2 separate regions of the Mus musculus genome follow, and region 1 is linked to region 2. The links are chromatin contacts, called in public Hi-C maps. All regions are on one chromosome and are shown on one strand. Each heading gives the region's core, a stretch centred on a gene start, on an enhancer-like site or on the middle of the called end of the contact. The rest is flanking DNA. Distances are from core to core; before and after follow the strand shown. Region 1 has its middle 85 kb from the start of Tecrl. Region 2 holds the start of 1700017L05Rik (RIKEN cDNA 1700017L05 gene).

Region 1 (3,046 bases), core at 342-2,841, 6.0 Mb before region 2:
AAACAAATAATATAATAATATAAATAAATCTGCAAGTAGATTAGCAGTGAAGAAATATCAAAGGTTCTTCACATAATTAGTAGTTAATGATATCAATAATTCTGTGATTTATAATCACCTCACAAAGATAGCAGAATTAAGAAATAATGAGATTTGTAATTAACATCAGAGAAATAACAGAAAAGCCTTGTTTGTGAAATAATTAGGGCACATCATTTTATTTACCCTTTGTATCATACTGGCCACACAAAGCATCATATAAGATAAGGAGGCACAGAGTACTCAGCTGCTGTGATACAGGTATTATATAAAACTTCTTCTCTTTTCTTTTTTTAATTTTTACAATCTAGCCATTGCCTACCATCCTGGCCCCCTCCCGCACAGGTCCTCATCCTATTCTTCTGCCCTCCTGTCTCTGAGACCAGGCAGTCTCAGAGCTATATATGTGTCAGGGGGCCTTGGACCAGCTTGTGTATGCTGCCTGGGTGGTGGCTCAGTATATTTCCACACCTAGTTTAGGAAACTGAACAAAACCTTTATTCTTTAGCAAAAGTCCCTCTAGGGGAGTAGGAGAGGGCTGTTAAGGGCTTACACCTGGTGATGGGCTGCAGCACTTCAATGTCTTCCTTGAACTTGTTCTTTTGAGAACCTTAAAATAATTCCAAAGGTCAAGAAAGGGAGAAAATGCCAAGAGCAAAAATAAAGATATTTTAGTCTTTAATCATTACTTGACAAATAAGTATGTGACATATGCTTTGAATTTTTAGTCTCGGTGAATAATCACAGTCCTCATATCCCATAGTTTGCATACAATACTCTAAACTAAAAACGACAAATCAGTTGATGTGCCAAAGTATATCAGACATACTGTGTTTAATTTTTTTCATACAAACCCAAAATATAATTCACACAACCACAATAGTGAAAATCAAAACAAACAACAAAAACAAATGAGACAAAATAATAATAATAATAATAATAATAATAATAAATAATAATAATACCAAGACAACACAAAAGTCAGCAAGCAAACACAAGAACATGGAGTACATTTTGGGTTGGCCATTTATGGCTTTGGGCTTGCGCCGGACTACTCTTGATGCACCCAGTGACACTCTATTGGAGAAAACTGATAATCCCTTAGCCATCAGGTATCAATTGTAAATAGCTTTTGATTGGAAGTGTCCCCCGTCCCCTGCCCCTTTCCTTTCTTAGTGCTAGGCCACTGTTTGGCTGTTCTAATCTTGTACACGATACCAGTTTCTACTTGTTCATATGTGTGTGAGCTTTATTGTGTCAGAACACCCTGTTTTCTTACAGATCTTTTAACTTTTTTAAAAAAAAATTACTTACTTTATTGCATTTTTAAAATCCCAATAGCTGTGTTCCCCACTCACAAAATGCTTCTCCTTGAAAGGGTGGCGCTCCCCCTGAATTTTTCCCCACCCTGGCACATCAAGTCTCTTCAGTTAGGCACATCCTCTCCAATTTAGTTAAACTTTAATAAAACTAAATTGCAGTCTTCTTAGGAAATAGGGTGTTGCAGAGATAAAATTAGTCATTTTACCAGTTCTGCAATTGGTCCACTAGGTGGCGCTGGTACTCTAGCTCCTGGCAATACTGGCAATAAATTCAAAATACCGCTAGTACCTATTTCAGTCCTCCAGCTAGTGTGATTTCCAGTAGAAATTTACCTCTGGATACTTACCTGATTCATTGGTAAGAACACATTTAAATTGTGTTTTTTTCTTATTAAAATATGAAAGCTATTAACTTGAGTTATCAGCATATCAGCATATTCAGAATAAACTCTTCGTAAATTTACAAATGTTTAATTCCTACAAAATGTATTGTAAATACCAATCCCTTCCCTGTCACTTTCTCTAAAGTACTAGAAAGAATTTCTCACACTTTGTTAAGGTGAGGCCGGAAGAGTATCATGGCTGATCATGAATTATGGATTTCCAATTTCTTAAGAGGAAGTAAGAGTTCATGCGGTTGTCCTGCTCTTTCAGGGTGTCCTAAGGAAGGCAGGAAGATTTCATCTGAGAAACCATCGCGGCCCTGACCACTATTCACACATTACTCAGAAGGACTGGCGATTTCACAGACAGACAACAGTCACTGGCCGCAGTGGAGCCACCCATTAAGATTTGTAAATTTTACTGGTTCAATTGCAGATCTCCTTTAATTACCTCTCCCATTCAGTGAAAAATAAAGAAATGTTTAAAGTGAGATTACAATAACTGAACCTGGAGGAGAACAGTGAGTATAAAGTATTTTAAGAATTTCTGAGAAACCTTTAGAACTGCTGTGCAGTTGCAAAGGCAATAATAGTGCTCTGAGGAGAGAGGGAGAGATAGGAGCTGGCTGGATGGCCGGAACGCGTGACAAGCAAGGCTTTGTGATGGCCTTTAGACCAATTTTGGCCTAAAATGTAATTTTCCAGTTAGGTTTTTCCATTGTTCTAAAGTAATTTGGAACAAGTGGCAGAGATAAGGAGAGAGTTTGGTAGCCAGAAGGTCAAATACATTATAGAGAGCGGGGCATTTTTTTTTTGGTTTAACACCATGCGTGCTGTGACAGCCGTCTTCACTATATTACCTTTGAGATGAGTCTGATTCTAACTGGGCCCATTTTATTTTTTCACTCACTTGTGCTTTCTTCTTCTTCTTCTTCTTCTTCTTCTTCTTCTTCTTCTTCTTCTTCTTCTTCTTCTTCTTCTTCTTCTCTTCTTCTTCATCCATCCTTTTCTTTTCTGACTTCTTTTATTTATTCTTCGAATCCCTTGTTATTTCTTTCAATTGTGCTTAAGTGAACACTAATATTTGTGTTTTCGAATGTCTATTTAAACTGAGAACTATGTGAGGCAGAAATAATATATATTCATATTAGATGAAGCCTCAAGTAGCTGAAGAGATCATGCATTTGTTAATTGTAAACAAAGTATGTTCTTAGAGAAAGAAATAAATTTTGGGAGTTATCAAGGCTTTTAATCTACTCAGAAAAATTCAGTGTCACAATAAATGACTTCACCCCAGACTAA
Region 2 (3,370 bases), core at 567-3,066:
AGGCTCACTGGAAGAATTCTTGGAGGAAGGTGAATATGTTCAACATACAATATGTACCTCTATCAAAATTTAAACATAAAATAAGTATGTTTTTAATATCTATGGACCGAAAAGATATCCAGCGTTCTCCTGTTGTCCTGTTTCTTCTCCCACATAAATATTGACTCCTAAATTGCTAAATGCAGGCTTGGCTGCTACCACTTCATTTGTTTCCCTTCCCACCCAGTGACACTTCAGATCCTGCACAAGCAGGATTTGCGATATATTCACAAACAGAACTGGGAGACGGTTCAAAGCTGCAGGAGGCGTGGTCATTAGGAGCACGGGTATATCCTTCTAAGCTGGCTCTGAGGTCAGTGCTTATGACAAAGATGAAGTGAGACGTTGGCATATTTGGGGAAGGGCAGAGAAGTTGGTGCTGTGATAACAGACTTGAGCTGCAAAGGGCAGCCTTTAAGGAAGGAATGGAAAAACTATAATCTACAGCCTAGGAACACTTATTAAGATGAGATTTAACCAAAGACCATAAAATCTTAAACGGTAGATAATAAGGTCAAGCCAAGTTACTATTTTCAGCTCTGAACAGATGACGAGACAGGAGGGCATAAATGAGAATTAAAAGAAGAGAGATTCAGAATAGATCAGAAGGTTACCAAAAATAATCAATGGCTGAAATGACTTTCTGGACTCGTTCACTTGTGCTGAAAATATTGAGTCATTGAAAAAGTAATGAGATGATATTCTTGGGAAATGGAATAGTTAAAATGAATGGGTTCAGACGGAGCCAAAGACTTTAATCATCCTAAAAAGAAACACTGGCTAGGGCAAGCTGAGGTTTCAATCTAGGGAGATAACAAGGTAGAGGCTAAGAGGCCTTTGCTTCCTACATTCCACGGGATTAGCAACCCCTTCAAAGGTGCAATACTACCAAGTACTCCCAAGGCCTGCTGTGAATGGTGCATCCTACCGGATGCTAGCAAGAGAAATGAGCAAGGCACACACTAGAAGAGAGAGCTGTAGAGCCACTGTCAGCCAAGCTCCCACGCACCTCTGAGATCATCCCAGTGAACCTGCAAAGGGCCATATCTTCTCACTCATAGTGTCAAGGACTGAACAGTCTAGAAGTCTGGATCTGCCATTGGGCACTTGTAATTCTTAGAGAGCTCCTGTCACCTCTGCAGGCTCCAGCCTCCTGCTCCTTCCTTATTGGATCTCCTCATCTCCTCTAGAACTAGACCTCATGTGTCTGCTTCTGCTTCTCCATGGCAACCCATCAAACACAGGCAGTGTAAGGTGGGCCTTCTTGCTTCCATATTAAATACTGTCATATCCTTCATATGACATGATTTCTAGACGCTTTGCCTTCCTGGCCATCCATCTTCCCTCAAAAGACTCTAAGCATCAATCACTTATGCACACACACACACACACACACACACACACACACACACACGAGTGACCCCGTATAGTAGTTATTGATACATGCCTATTAATCTGTATCCTTTCGCTGTACAAACCATATCTGTGAAGACAACAGCCTTGCTAGATCCTGAGAGTCCCTCTAGGGAATCATCAAACCCGAGGGTAGTACTGGAAACCATCATATGTGTCCCAGGGACAGCCTTTGGCAGGGATGGGCTGTGACGAGCATCTTTGTAGAAAGACAGGGAACAGATTCCCCCCAAGCCTTTGTACCATACAGAACTCTCCTCTGGCAGACCCACGGGCCTCTCATTTGGGACAACTAGGATGGGAAGGAGACAGTGGCAAAAATTCACACAGACCTCCCCATCTGGTGTTCATTCCAGCGTCTGCCGCTCGGTAAGCAAATGTGTTGGCGGGATTCAGGGTTCTCATTGTGACGTAATACATACTCAATTGTCAGAAATCTGGACAGCAGAACGGGGTGTGTAAGAACCAGTTCGTCAGGACCCCACCACCCACGGAAAGCATGACTAAGACTGTGCTAGAGGATTTTTGCCAGTCCGTTTCTTTTTCATGAATATGTAGCTGTGTCCCCAGTGAGACATAACTTTATCATATTTTGTTAGCAAGAAAATCTGCAAGTTAGAAGTCGCCGGCCACTTTCATGTCTAACAAGCCATCTTGGGACACTTTTTTTGCCTCCTGGAAACAATCAACCTGAGTTTCTTTTGGCTTGAGGTTTTCAGATGAAAGTACCCAGCGTCCAGAGACCAGGATGGCAGCCAGGGGGCAGTGTTTCTCTCGACATACACTGCTCTCCACCGCTCCCTCCAAACTGAAGCCACCGTGCCTGGGACTGGTGGAGACAGTGTGAAAGAGGCCTTGACAGGCCCTCGGGATAGCATACAAGGTCCGCTGGCTGTGTCTTCTTCCATTCACTAATAATAGGTTCAGCTGGTCTAAGGCGGGTGCCTCGGTCACTAACTGTTGATGTTTGAAGGTGTTCAGGGCTCAGCCCTGTGCTGAGACTGGAGCCTTGTACGGTATACCATCACAGCATCGTGGGCCTGATTTAAATATCAGCTACATCGGGACCCAGAGCAATGTAAATGGGGAGATAGAACTGGACGGGAAGTTCCTTCACGATAGGCTCGAAAAGTCACCAATAGTCTTGACAGGAAACTCCGAGAGCCACAAGGACTGTACAAGGTTCAGCCTGCCAGCGTTTTATCATGGATTAGAGAGGAGCTCCTTGTATCTTCGGCTCTCCACAGAGCATATCCGCAGTCCATGACAGGGGTGGGGGGTGGGGGTGGTTTCTTCAGTGGAGAAGCCATTGATAAACCACACATGCTCCAAATAACCTCTCACCCATACAAGGAATCTTAATTGGATTCAGTAAGTCAAACACACACACACACGGGGGGGGGGGGGCATCAAAGTAGGATGGGGGCTTGTTGGAAAGTGGGGGGGGGGGTTCAACAGGAAAAGGAAGGGGATGAGACAGGGAAGAGTGTAAAAAGGACTAAAATTTATGATAGACATTGAGGAAACTGTCAAAAATAAATACGAACGATTCTTAAGACTCATTATTTTAATTATGAGTATATGTGGGAGAGGTATGCACCCCTCAGTGCAGGTGCCTGTAGAGATCAGATGAAGGTGTTGTGTGCCCTGAGTGTGGAATTGCGGGTAGTTGTGAGCCTTCTGGTCTTGGTGCTGGAAATCAAATTCTAAACAACTCTTAACCTCTGAGCTACCTTTTAAGCCCAGTAAACAAAATTAGTTTAAAACAACCAAAGCAATAGGTCACTCCCAGCCTACTGACCTGAGCCCAGTGGCCAGACCACACACAGAGACACAGCTGGATGCAGTGGCACACATCTGTAATCCCAGCACTCTCACCACAAGATGCCAGGCAGAGATGAGAGAATCAGCCAGACCC

What was found. Hi-C and Micro-C count contacts between places; a contact is called where the count stands out from the background.
Region 1: a contact with region 2 is called in a Hi-C map of pro-B cells, with 8 times the contacts expected there. The contact joins the enhancer-like site here to the promoter of 1700017L05Rik in region 2. A contact is called at or near these places in 5 of 484 Hi-C or Micro-C datasets (cerebral cortex, cortical neurons, palatal mesenchyme and 1 more) and 1 of 115 datasets of contacts at active chromatin or transcription factors (astrocytes).

What each region holds. Positions count from the first base shown.
Region 1 is chr5:83,438,981-83,442,026 of GRCm38.p6, reverse strand. No RefSeq gene overlaps it. Among named protein-coding and RNA genes, the nearest start is that of Tecrl, 85 kb to the right of the region's middle. Within about 2 kb of position 1,591, at least 3 of the 459 cell types and tissues checked have an H3K27ac peak or open chromatin away from gene starts, as enhancers often do. A contact at or near this core is called in pro-B cells, where this site is marked.
Region 2 is chr5:77,463,934-77,467,303 of GRCm38.p6, reverse strand. It overlaps 1700017L05Rik (RIKEN cDNA 1700017L05 gene), which reads right to left and starts at 1,816. Exons shown (of 2, transcript NR_131050.1): 1 at 1,487-1,816.